Linked DNA regions of Mus musculus: region 1 is linked to region 2. Evidence: chromatin contacts called from public Hi-C data. All regions are on one chromosome and are shown on one strand. The core of a region is the stretch at or near the end of the contact, and the rest is flanking DNA. Distances in the headings are between cores, read along the strand shown.

Evidence for each region. Hi-C and Micro-C count contacts between places; a contact is called where the count stands out from the background.
Region 1: a contact with region 2 is called in a Hi-C map of uterus, with 5 times the contacts expected there. The contact joins the enhancer-like site here to the promoter of 6430573P05Rik in region 2. A contact is called at or near these places in 2 of 484 Hi-C or Micro-C datasets (muscle stem cells and uterus) and 2 of 115 datasets of contacts at active chromatin or transcription factors (astrocytes and bone marrow-derived macrophages).

Annotation. Positions count from the first base shown.
Region 1 is chr3:79,817,080-79,819,779 of GRCm38.p6, forward strand. All of the region lies in intron 10 of Tmem144 (transmembrane protein 144), which reads right to left. Among named protein-coding and RNA genes, the nearest start is that of Gm26420, 17 kb to the right of the region's middle. Within about 2 kb of position 1,277, at least 41 of the 459 cell types and tissues checked have an H3K27ac peak or open chromatin away from gene starts, as enhancers often do. A contact at or near this core is called in uterus, where this site is marked.
Region 2 is chr3:79,285,411-79,288,110 of GRCm38.p6, forward strand. 6430573P05Rik (RIKEN cDNA 6430573P05 gene) reads left to right here and starts at 1,445. Exons shown (of 2, transcript NR_165170.1): 1 at 1,445-2,399. It also overlaps a transcript of Rapgef2 not described here.

The sequences.
Region 1 (2,700 bases), core at 27-2,526, 530 kb after region 2:
AAAAAAAAAAGGCTTTAATTTTATTGGATTTTTAAAAAAAATATAACTGCATCCTAGAAAAATACAGTAAGCTATAAGCAACATAATTTTTTTGGGTAGGCAACCCTATAATCTAAACTATAGTTCCACGTTCATCCAAAAAATCAAAGTAACATCTTTAAATAAGACAGATTTCTTCCTTCCTTCCTTCCTTCCTTCCTTCCTTCCTTCCTTCCTCCCTCCCTCCCTCCCTCCTCCCTCTCTCTTTCTCTCTATCTTTCTTTCTTTGTCTTTCTTTCTTTCTTTCTTTCTTTCTTTCTTTCTTTCTTTCTTTCTTTCTTTCTTTCTTATTCTTTCTTTCTTTCTTTTTCTTGCTATTTTTTGTCTTCATGGTCATTATTGCTATTATTTTGGTGATGCTGTAATATTTTATCACATTAAACAATTTTCTTTAGTGCAATATGCTTACAATAAACTACTTTAGTCAGGTCTTGTAGTGTGGGTGTGTAGTCCTGGATACCTGAGAAGCTAAGGCAGGAGAACTAAAAATTGATGGCTTGCAGGGTTAAAGACTGAGTTCAAAGCCAGCCTGGCTAACCTGTCTAAAAAGGCAGAGTAATATTGGAAAAGGGAGGGGCTATACCTCAGTGGCACTGTGCTTCCCTCCTGTGTGGGAAGTCCTGGTTTTAAACCTAAATACAAAAACCAACCAACCAACTGAACCACAAACAACCCAACCTTCCTCTTTTAAAATAAACAAATAGCTTGTTTGTCTCTTGATGTACTTCTTAGACACACATAAAAAGATTCATAAAATCAAGCGTATGACTACACATTATCTTTCTCAGCATTAGCTACATGATCTGATCTCCTAAATGAAGCAAGGGCATCTTTGATAGACAATGGCAGTACCAGGCCACCATGTGGACCAATCAACTTTGTCTAACACTAAACCTGAAGTAACGCTAAAGAGATGCATACATATATGTGTGTGTGTGTGTGTGTATGTGTGTATCCATGTATGGATGGAGATATATATATATCCATGTAAGCAAGCAATGGGAGCTCCTGGAGGCAAGGATAAGAGTTAAAAGTATACAGAATGGGAAATGGGAAGAAACAAGAAAATGCACATTTCTACAGTTTGAAAACATGAAGCTGTTCAGGTCTGGAAGGAATGTTTTTCACCAGCAAGGAAAACAGTGGAGTTGGCTTAGCTGCGATGTCGGTGAAGACGGTGAAGACGAGACCTACGAGAGCAGAATTTTAATGACTCCTCTTCAAGCGCTGCAGGGACTCTGGAAGAGCTTCAATAAACAATTCCACAATGTTCTCTCTCCCACACCACTCCCACTGTCTAACAGGCCTGGCCCAATAAAGTTTGATTCCGCTGCTTCTAGCACGGAAGGGAAGCAATAAAAATGTCCTGTTCTCCACTTATCACCATCTGCGAAGTCAGCATCAAAGGGGGCAGAAAAATAGGTCAAAGGAAGCGCCTTACATCAGATTTGCAAAGTGCTTGTCTCAGGAATCCAACTCCAATGAGAAGCACGTGCCTTGTAAGGGCGGGCCGAAACATCAATATTACACTGGCTGCTCAGGGATCTTTATCCTCTTCATTCTGAAAACGCAATTCTCTCCAGAGAAGAAAGGACCATAGGGTGCCCTGGCCTCTGAAGCATCCTACCTGATGATGTTTAAAATTGCCCTTTACCCATGCTCTGAGCATGGCTGTGAAGATATATGTGGTTTCAGGAAGTGATACTGTGCTAATGTAATGTATAGCCCAGGCAAAGGAGAGCCCTGGAGAGAGAGAGAGAGAGAGAGAGAGAGACAGAGAGAGAGAGACAGAGAGAGAGAGACAGAGAGAGAGAGAGACAGAGAGACAGAGAGAGAGACAGAGAGAGAGACAGACAGAGACAGACAGAGACAGAGAGACAGAGAGAGACAGAGAGAGAGACAGAGAGAGACACAGAGAGACACAGAGAGAGAGACAGAGACAGAGACAGAGAGACACAGAGAGAGAGAGAGACAGAGAGAGACAGAGACAGAGAGAGACAGAGAGAGAGACAGAGAGAGAGACAGAGACAGACAGAGACAGAGAGACACAGAGAGACACAGACACACACACACACAGACACACACACACACACAGACACACACACACACACACACACACACACAGAGAGAGAGAGAGAGGCCATTTCACAGTAGCTGCAATTGCTTGGGATGCGTGAACTGTGTATTTTCTTTTTGTAAAATAATACACATTGACATCTAAGTGAAAGGAAAGGTGGGTTTGGTTCTGTCTCAGGCAGCCAAGCCTAAAACTTAGCATGATGCTTGGTGCATAGACACTATTAATGAGAACGAAGCCTTCTAAATGATGTATTTAGTTTTAGAATTGCCAGAGCAGAAAGGAAACAGAGAGTGGGGGTCCACGCACTGGGGAATGGGGTCTTCCTTCCTCCTCCTCCCTCTCCTTCCTTTCATAAAGAATTTGGATCTAGCCGGGCAGTGGTGGCGCACGCCTTTAATCTCAGCATTTGGGAGCCAGAGGCAGGTGGATTTCCGAGTTTGAGGCCAGCCTGGTATACAGAGTGAGTTCCAGGAAAGCCATGACTACACAGTGAAACTCTGTCTCAGAACCTCCCACACCCCCCCCCCCAAAAAAAGGGAAAAATAAAGATTTTGGATCTAATAAAAACTCGATTGAGACTT
Region 2 (2,700 bases), core at 195-2,694:
GTCCAAAAGCAGCCAATGGAAGATTCGCTTTTATTCTAGTCTCTCGCCCATTAAATAATCATCATCAGAGATGGGCAGCACTTGGATTTGGACAGATGGCATCCCATCCCCAGACAAGCAAAGCAACTTTTGTCAAGTATCGGATCCTCGCTGTTTTTGCTGGCCCCAAGGATCTGTAGATCTTCTTTGCCTGCAGGGTTGGCAAGCAGGATCGCCTGTAGTCGCCATCCCAACATTTAGGAATCTACGTCATGTAGCCAGTAAGCAACGGAAATCAAACCACATTTTTTATAACACTCCTCCCTCGCTAATCCAATCTAAGAAAAATCAAATCTAACCCACCAGCTATCCCTCCGTTTAAAAATAAAAAAAAAAACCTGAGGATAAACAATTGTATAAACGTTAACCACTCATCTAATTTTGACCATATTGTGCAAACCGAAAGAATCTGCCCTGCGAAGAAGACGGAGTCGAATACGCCTGTTCTGCACTTACATCTACAATTGGAATGAAAAGCGCTGGCCTGTCAACTTTTTCCTTTCGATGGATAACAACATTCCTCTTTCAAGAAAGTAAAGTAGTAACTAAAGACAGGCTTTCACTTTACAAGGCCCACCTAGGCCAGTCAGTTCATCGCACAACCCTGCAAGTTCCTGCTTACAGCTCATTAAACACCCCTAAACTCTAAAGATGGGATACATGCAAGAGAGTAACTGAGCCTGCAGTCAGGGTGACAAGAGTACCCGGCCGAGAGGAGCTGAGACCTGACCCCAAGACTCAACCCCAAGGAGTGTGGCCGGAGAAAGGCATACCCTATAGACAACTAGTCCCGCAAAGGCGCAGGCAAGGTCAGCTACGGGGAGCGCAACGAAAAGGACAGCAGAGGAGAGGGCAGCAATCGCAGAACAGTCTGAAAAGAATGCCCTTGGAAGTTGGGGCAGGGAAGGTCCTGGATGGGGGAAATGGGATGCTTCCCCAGCAGAGGAGTGCCGGGGCACTGGAAGGGCGCAGTCTGCAGACACCAACCCCACGGCGGGTGGCGGCGCGTCTCACCTGGGGGGTCCTCTCGGCGGGGTTCTTCATCACCGCTTGGCGGAAGCTATTATCCACGTAGGACGCCATCTCCCCCTGCGGGGCGCACCGGGTCCGCTCCACACACTCGCCGGCCTCCCGGCCCAGCGCCACTGCCCGAGGCAAACCAGCCCAGGCGCGGGGCCGGGGCGCAGACAGCACGAAAGGTCCGTGCAGCCCGGAGCTGCCCTCCTCCTCCTCGCGGCTTGCTGTCCGTAGACTCGGACTCAGCGACTGCCCGGCAGCGCTCCCGATCGGTCGCGGATCGCGCTGGCCCCGGCGGGCCGAGTTATTTTTAGGGAGGTGCAAGCGACGGCGGGCGGAGCCTCTCCGGCGGGGCCCTGGCTCTACCCGCTCCGGCCGCGCTCGCTCTGACGCGTCCCGGGTCCTCGCGCGCCGGTCGAGAGGGAGGGCCGCGCGCTGAGCCTGGTGAGCCCGGCTCAGGTCTGGGAGCCACCGAGCCCGCTGGCCTCGGCCGCCGTGGCCGCGCCGCGCCTCCGTCTACTGTCGGCCGCGCCTCCCGACTGCTGCTGCATCCCCGCGGGCCGCGCAGCTCCAGCCGCCCGCCCCCATCGGCGCCTGAGCGCGGCTGCTCCCCGCGCGGCCCCCGCGCTCTAGGCAACTTTGTGCGTCGTCCGTGCGGCGGGCGGGCGCGGCGGGCCAGACACGGGTCCCCGGCGGGCGCGAGGCCGAGAGCGGAGCGCGCAGCCCCGCCAAGCGTCTGCTGAACGGCGACCGCCTCCTCTTCCCCGCCTCTTCCTTCTCCTGCGCCTCGGCGGCCGCCGGAGCCACTCTTCAGGGAGGAAGCGGCCTCCGGGGCTTGTTGCTTTGTGCTGCAACCATGGTGAGGAGTGAGTGACGGGCCGGGGGCCAGTCGGAGGCCGCCGCATCATCGGGGGCGGAGCGCCCCGTGGCGCCGGCCCGCCCCATCGCTGGCCTGGCGGGGCCGCGCCCTCGCTGAGAGCCGCGTTCTGCCGGGGCCAGGTGCGGTGGGAGCCAGGACAGCCGGGGCTGTTGCGATCGTTGATCCCATAGCTGAGCGGCCGCACCCCGACTCTCTGGCCTAGACCCCACATCCCAGGCCTTGCGGCACGTCTCCCGCCTCTTCCCGGGCTGGAAGCTGACCCCACCCGGGAGAGGTCCCTGTGAGGACTCGGCTGCAGTGGCAGGTCTTCCCAAAGCTTAGGGCTGACTGGGATTTTGCTTCGGTGGCAACATTAACCATCCTTGGATTCTGTTTATTTGTAGTGACTGCAAGGACAACGTTGCTCTCCTACCTTCCGCGCTCACTGACATCTAAACCCTTAAATGACTCCTGCGTTAGTCAGGTAGGAATGTGGCTTTCCAACTCCAGACCTGGTATCACATCGGACAAGAAAACACCAGGTCAGCCCGTTGTAATCTAGAGGCCAAGACAGCAAGTTCTCTGACATAATCAAGAATGAATAATCCTAGGTCGGACTTTGCCTTCCACTGGGCAGAGCACCTTCTCAGGATCGCGAGTTTCCAATCCAGACTTGCCCGGTACAAAGCCCATATTAGTGTGTTAAGATGTCCCTGCTCTTGGGAGTTCATCCCTTCCTGACCAGGCTTGAGGTGTGCAGCGTCAGCCTCAAAGAAGATTGCAGT